Linked DNA regions of Rattus norvegicus: region 2 is linked to region 1. Evidence: chromatin contacts called from public HiChIP or PLAC-seq data. All regions are on one chromosome and are shown on one strand. Each heading gives the region's core, a stretch centred on a gene start, on an enhancer-like site or on the middle of the called end of the contact. The rest is flanking DNA. Distances are from core to core; before and after follow the strand shown.

Evidence for each region. HiChIP or PLAC-seq counts read pairs in DNA pulled down with a chosen protein or histone mark.
Region 2: an H3K27ac HiChIP or PLAC-seq map of oligodendrocytes shows a contact between it and region 1, with 2.8 times the contacts expected there. The contact joins the promoter of Plekhb1 here to the promoter of Coa4 in region 1. A contact is called at or near these places in 1 of 12 Hi-C or Micro-C datasets (hepatocytes) and 1 of 1 datasets of contacts at active chromatin or transcription factors (oligodendrocytes).

Annotation. Positions count from the first base shown.
Region 1 is chr1:164,292,557-164,295,773 of GRCr8, reverse strand. It overlaps Coa4 (cytochrome c oxidase assembly factor 4 homolog), which reads right to left and starts at 1,432. Exons shown (of 2, transcript NM_001127655.1): 1 at 1,364-1,432.
Region 2 is chr1:164,423,559-164,426,775 of GRCr8, reverse strand. It overlaps Plekhb1 (pleckstrin homology domain containing B1), which reads left to right and starts at 1,604. Exons shown (of 8, transcript NM_172033.2): 1 at 1,604-1,746; 2 at 3,202-3,217.

The DNA.
Region 1 (3,217 bases), core at 183-2,682:
AAATGAAATGCCATCTTTTTGGAGAAGCCATTTCTGATCTACCTCAAAATAAAACAAGCAAACAAAAACACCAAACAAAGAAGCAGCCTTTCTTCTTTCCTTCAGAAGAGTAAAGTTGAACACTTGGAAGAGAACCCAAGAACACAAAGGTTTGACACGTGGGAGGAACTGAGAAGCTCAGTGTAGCTGTAGCACAAAGCGCATGTAGGTTGAGGTAAAAGATGAGTCTGTGGGGTATGAGGCCACTTAGTCAGCAACATCCAATGTGAGGTATATTTGCTCAGACTGTTTCCCCAAGATCATCTGTTTCAGAGCCCTACAGAATGCAGCAAGGGGGGGACTCAGGAAAGGTCAATAGAGACAATGTTCACTTTTGCAAAAAGTTTATGACGATGCAATGTAAAGGAGCTAAAAGCCTCTTTTCTGTGTATTCATTAACAAGTGGTTACTGTGTTATGTGCCAGCTACTATGTTAAGGTATACATGGAAAGACCAGGCTAGAAACAACTCCTGCCCTCATGAAGTTTACACTCTAGGCAAGTAAACAAGGAGTTTACCACATTACTGCAGACAGCTGGAAACACAGAGGCAGGGATAATCTGTCAAGACTTTCTAGAGGAAATGACTTCCAGGATGAAACTCAAGGATGAATAACTTAGACATGGGAAAACTACTTCTGGCTAGAGGTAGACACGTTAGAGGAATCACAAGTTCGGTGATTGGGCTGAAAATGTGATTTGGTAGTAAAGCAAATGTCCAACGTGGAAAAGTACATTGAATTTGACCCTCAGCATCACAGAACAATAAAACACTTCAGTAGCTGGAGAAAACAGGAGAGCAGGAAATGAAAACTGGCAGAAATGAGTAAATGATTGATCAGCAAAGCTTTGCAGCCCGTGTTAGGATAAGACTATTATCACGAGGACAAGGGGTCCCAGAGGATTTAAGCACTTCTCTCTATATAAATCTCACCTGTATGGAGGCACAAGAAAAAGGGGAAATGGCTTTGAAGCAGACATTGACTGGAGACCCATCTTACTAACCGAGACCGTCAACAGGTCACACACGGAGAATGAAAACCGCTTTAGGATTCACTAGGTAGACTGAGTAAAGAGTACTGCAGTCTATGTCCAATACAAGTTGTCCTCGATATTCCTTGAATGAAATGAGTTCGACCCATGCTTAGAGATAAGGGCAGGATAGATGGCTGACAGCTTAGCCATGTCTTCTAGTAAAGCATGACAGGAAGGGGAAGCAGAGAAGTACAGGCATCCAGGTCCCCTGAAGCACCTCTCCTAGTTTCAAGAGCACTCCCGCGGTCCCTGCGTTGCATCCGGTGTAGGGGTGCGTGTGCAGTGCTCACCCGCAGGTGCAGAAGAGCGTGCAAGCGCGTTCCGCCCCAAACGCCAGGGTCTGTAGGCAGTAAGTTCTCCCCCTCTTCTCTCCGCAGGAAGCGGACCCAACTGGAGCGCACACACGGAAGAACAGAACCCTCTGCAATTCTCATTGGCGAACTCTCCTTGTAGAGCCCGCCCTTGGCCCCACTCTTCCGGGGAAGGGCGGAAGAAGCGGACCAATAGAGACCGGATTTCGGAAAAGACACCTTTGATAGTTCTGAGAGACTGTGTGTTCATGTGGCCCCAGGCCCGAGAGAGGTACAGAGGAGGCGAGTAGCCATTATGCCTTTTCACCAGCGAGAGTCCACACAACTGGCCCCCATATCTGAAGTGGGTTACCCGCGTGGGTTGCCACGTAAGCTGAAGGGCACAGGATCCAGAAAAGGAATTTCAAACCCGCTTAGACATTATTTTTCATTCCCAAGTAAAACAAACATGTATGCGCAGTGTAACCCATGTCATAACTAGGATCTATAATGCCCTAATTGCTGCCGTGAAAGGGAGAGGCATTTTCTATTTAATTTTTTAGATTACATTCAGGTATTTATGTGTGGTATTGAGGTACACCGTATGGAGAGCAGAGGACAGCAGGAATTGATCTATCCTAACCATGTGGGTCCCGATCTTGAACTCGAGTTTTTTGGTGGTCGGTAACTTTATACCTGAACCATCTTGCAAGGCCCAAGGAATTGATCTCCCCCACCACACCCCCGTGCCTGCCTTCTCTCTCCCACTTTCATCGGCAGTGCGCACCACTTTGCTGGAATTTCTTAATTTACCATCGTTCTAGACTTCTGAGTGAAAAGTGAGTTACTTTGAGAGACCAAACCCATTCCAGCTTGGGACTGGCCTCCATCTTAAAAGAAAAAAAGCCTGAGAACTTGACCTACAGCAACACCCAAGCTGCACCCACGTGAGTTTCTTCCCTAGCTACTTCCTAACAACAGTCAATCAAAGATTAGTCTGATTGTTTCAGATGTACTTACAGACCGTTTGCGATTGTATATGGTCTTGCTTCAGAGCACTCATTTGTTGAACTATAGTCATTCTATTAGATGCTTGCCAGACTGGACACTCCCTCCCTCAGCCCCTCACTCGCTCCTATTTTCCTATAAAAACTTGTCTTGCTGAGGGTTCGAGGCTGCTCAGCCTTCCTTTCCCACCTTCCCTTCCTGTCCTGCTGTGTCAGGGTTGGGTTGGAGGAGAGCCCAAGCCAGAGCTAGTAATAAAGAGACCCTAATGTTGTTACATCGGAGATGGCTCCTGGGTGGTCTTTTGGGGTTCACTAACGCTTCCTGGCCCAATTTCACCTAGCCATATTCAGACAGCTCCCAATTCTTCCTTTACCTCTGAATGGCATTCTGTGTCATTTCTGACCATCGAACTTCCAAATTCTGTGGGAAGGGCTCATTTTATTGATTATCTGCCATTTCAGATACCATTGTTATGTTTTGTATCAATTTTTGGTTTTGTTTTGGGTATTTTGCTTGTATTTTAGGGCTAGGGTCTCACTATGTAGTAGTAGCTACTATGTGTAGTGTTAGCCTTGAGTTTATTATGTAGTTCAGGCTAGCCTCAAGCTTGTGGCATCCCTGCCATAGCTCTGAGTGCTGCAATGACAAGTGTGTGCCACCATGCCCAACTTTGAAGCTTAATTCTTTACTATGATAGGTGAGGATCATCAGACATGTACTTACTGTATGTATGCATTTACCTTTATATGTATTTATAATATATATATATTTCTTCACCTATCATCATAGAAGGTGAATTCTATTTCATAACCAGTACACAAGAGAAAATTACTTTAGCAACCTTCT
Region 2 (3,217 bases), core at 355-2,854, 130 kb before region 1:
ATTAAAATTACATATATCTCTGTGTATACATGAGTGTGCACAGGTGTAACCCTACGTTTGTGGAGGTCAGAGGCAACTTGTGAGAATTCATTCTCTTTCTCTTGGTGAGTCCTGGGGATGACAATTCAGGTCATCGGATTTGGTGGCAGGCACCTTTGCCTGATGAGCCATCTTGATGACCCAGAAATTTTTTCTATTTATTATTATTATTATTATTATTATTATTATTATTATTATTATTATTATACTTGCTATGTAGACCAGGCTAGTCTTGAATTCCCCGACTCTCCTGAGCTTAAGGCATCCTCTAGACCAGTGGTTCTCAGCCCGTGGGTCATGACCTCTTTGGGGGTTGTCAGATATTCTCCATATCAGACATTTACATTACATTTGATAATAGTAGCAAAAATACAGTTAGGAAGTAGCAACAAAATAATTTTATGGTCAGGGTCACCACAAAGTGAGGAACTATATTGAAGGATCATAGCGTTAGGAAGGTTGAGAACCATTGCTAGACTGGGACTCCTAAGTAGCTGTGGCTTCAGGCTGGCCACCTGTTCAGTGGAAATTGGTCTTGTTTTTGTTTTTGCTTTAGCACTGGAGATGAAACCTAGGGTCTCACCAATGCTGGGCAAGTCCTCTACAGTGAGCTCTGTCTCCAGTCTCCTCCTTCTCCTCCTCTTTTTTTCTTTTTAAAAATTTGAGACAGGTTCTAAGTTGCCCAGATTGGCCTTGAACTCATTCCATTCAGGCTAGCCTTGAACATCCTGCATCTCAGCCTACCAGGTTCCTGGGGACTGGAGATCTATACAACCAGGCCCAGCTTCTGCTGAACTCACCATCATGTCCTTGAGTATCACTGGGGCAGTTTGTTCAGCAACTGTATATACACAGCTACAGCCCTTTGGGGCCATGATCTCTCTCTCTCTCTATGATGATGATGATGATATGTGTGGGGGTGCATGAGTATGTGTATGCACAGGTCAACCTCAGCTACCCTTCCTCCATGGCCATCCACCATATTTTCTGAGACAAGGTGACTTAGGAGTCACAGTCAGGTGAGGCTGGAAGGCCAGTGAGTTCCAGGGATCCAACTGTCTCTTCCTCTCCAGGACTGCCATATTGGCTTTTATAATGCAGCTTCTGGGAATCTGAACTCCATTCCTCGTGTAACACTTTATTGACTGAGGGATCTCCCCAACCCTCCAGCCACACAGTCTTTTATGTCAGGGATGGAGTGTAGATAGGTATTTAGCAGGTCCTGGAATATATCTTTTGTACCAATAGGGGAAACGTATTTTCTAAAAAGTAGAAATAATAGAAAAATCTGTGGTGGTACACATCTGTAGTCTCAGCTGCTCAGTAGACCATTTGAGGACAGCCCTGGAAATATAGGCAGATCTAAAGAGAAAAGGAAGAAAATAAAATGTGTCTTACCTTTCCTGGGGTTCACACAGGACTGTCATTCCGGGCTGCTTCTGCCCAGTCTAGAACTGCAGACTACAAATCCCAGCATGGCTCAGTCATTGAATTTTTCCACGCCACGCCCCCTCCCTGGGAGTGAGTTGGTCTGGAGGGCGGGGCCCGGGGGCAGTTAGGCCCCAGGCAGTGCGCTGAGCCTGGGGAGTGAAATGCCTCAGGCTCTCTGGGGGTATGCAAAGCGCAGGTGCGACCAGCTCGGGTAGCATCTTCATCGAGTAGCAGCGGGGCATTTGTGGCAGCGGTATCCACAACAGGTGTGAACAGGTGGGTGCATCAAGGGGAACTTGAGAGGGACTGTACACTTGACCCTCTTGTAAGATCTGTGTCAGGGCTTGGAGAGAGGGATGAGCCAGAGGAGAAACACAAGAGGCCAAGGCTTCCACTCTAGGTGTGCCAGCCCTAGTTGCGCAGCAACAGGTGCGAGCGGATGGGGGAAGGGCTAAGGCACCTGCTCATAAATAAGTCGTTCTTAATAAGAGAAGGAAGACACCTGAATTCGTCTGAACTCTGTCACATACAGGGATGTGTCACTTGTCCCTGTTCCTCTCAGTTCGTCCAGCTGTAAAGTATTCTTCAAGGTCTCCATTAACGGGGTGTCTGGAGATGCAGAGAGGTTTGCAGTAGCTGGCAAAATTGGGGATCACCTGGGGGTCTGCAAAAACTAGTAGTGTTTGTCTCCGCCTTCACAGTTACAAATCTGAGCCGCCTGATCCTGCACATCGTGTGGTGTTTTTTCATTTGGTTGCTCTGTTTTTCCATGACAGGGTTTCTCTGTGTAGCCCTGGCCATCCTGTAACTTTGAAGTCAGAGAGCCACCTGCCTCTGCCCCCAGAGTACTGGGATTAAAGGCATGAGTTACCACTGCCCAGGCTGGTTTTCTTTTGGGGACAGTCTCACTGTATAGGCCTGGCTGGCCTGAAGCTTGTTAGGTAGACCAGGCTAGTCTCCAATTCACAGAGCTCTGCCTGCCTCTGCCTTCCGAGTGCTAGGATTAAATATGGTGCCACTACACCCAACTGGCATTGGGTCTTTTTCAAGCTCTTGGAAAAGAGCTGAGGTGGCTAGGTGTGGATCCCGCCCTCATTGCTTTGTAATCAAGGGGGTCTATGTAGTTTGGCCCTCTCCAGGCCCATTTCCAAACTGTCTTTAAAATAGGAATGATGGCAAGGATGGTTGGGAAGCTCAAGTGAGCTAGTAGGTGAAGGCAGAGAACTGTAGCAAGTGCACAGTGCTCAACGGCATAGCTGTTTTTTTCTGGACTTCAAAAATGGCCGCTGTGGTGTCTGAATATGAAGGAGGCTCTTCTGCCACGGAAATTCGTTGCTCTGACTGATACTCTGTACTGCTCCGGTTTCCAAATCCCATCTTCTAACATTTTATGAGCGTTAGCAAGTCCTCATCCCGGCCTTTACCTGCCTCATTCAGGCCAGAGGAGCATGGTGCAGAGACTTGCCAAGGTTCTGGAACTCAGCCTGGCCTAGGCTTGCATCCACACCCCCATCCTGCCCTATTGGGTGGCTGCCTGCTGACCCCACTGGGACAGTGTCCCCATTCTCTGCAGGAGCAGAGCCTTAGGAGGGGCGGGCAGAGAGTGCCTGACTGTTTGTTTACTAACGCAGCCTTGCATGGTTCCAGGCTCTCTAGGGAGGGCAGGGCTGGGGCCTTCTTTCAGGAGCTGCATTGAATTGTGAGGTCTGTGTATCCTGGCTCCTCTGACAGGTCCCACCCGACTCCA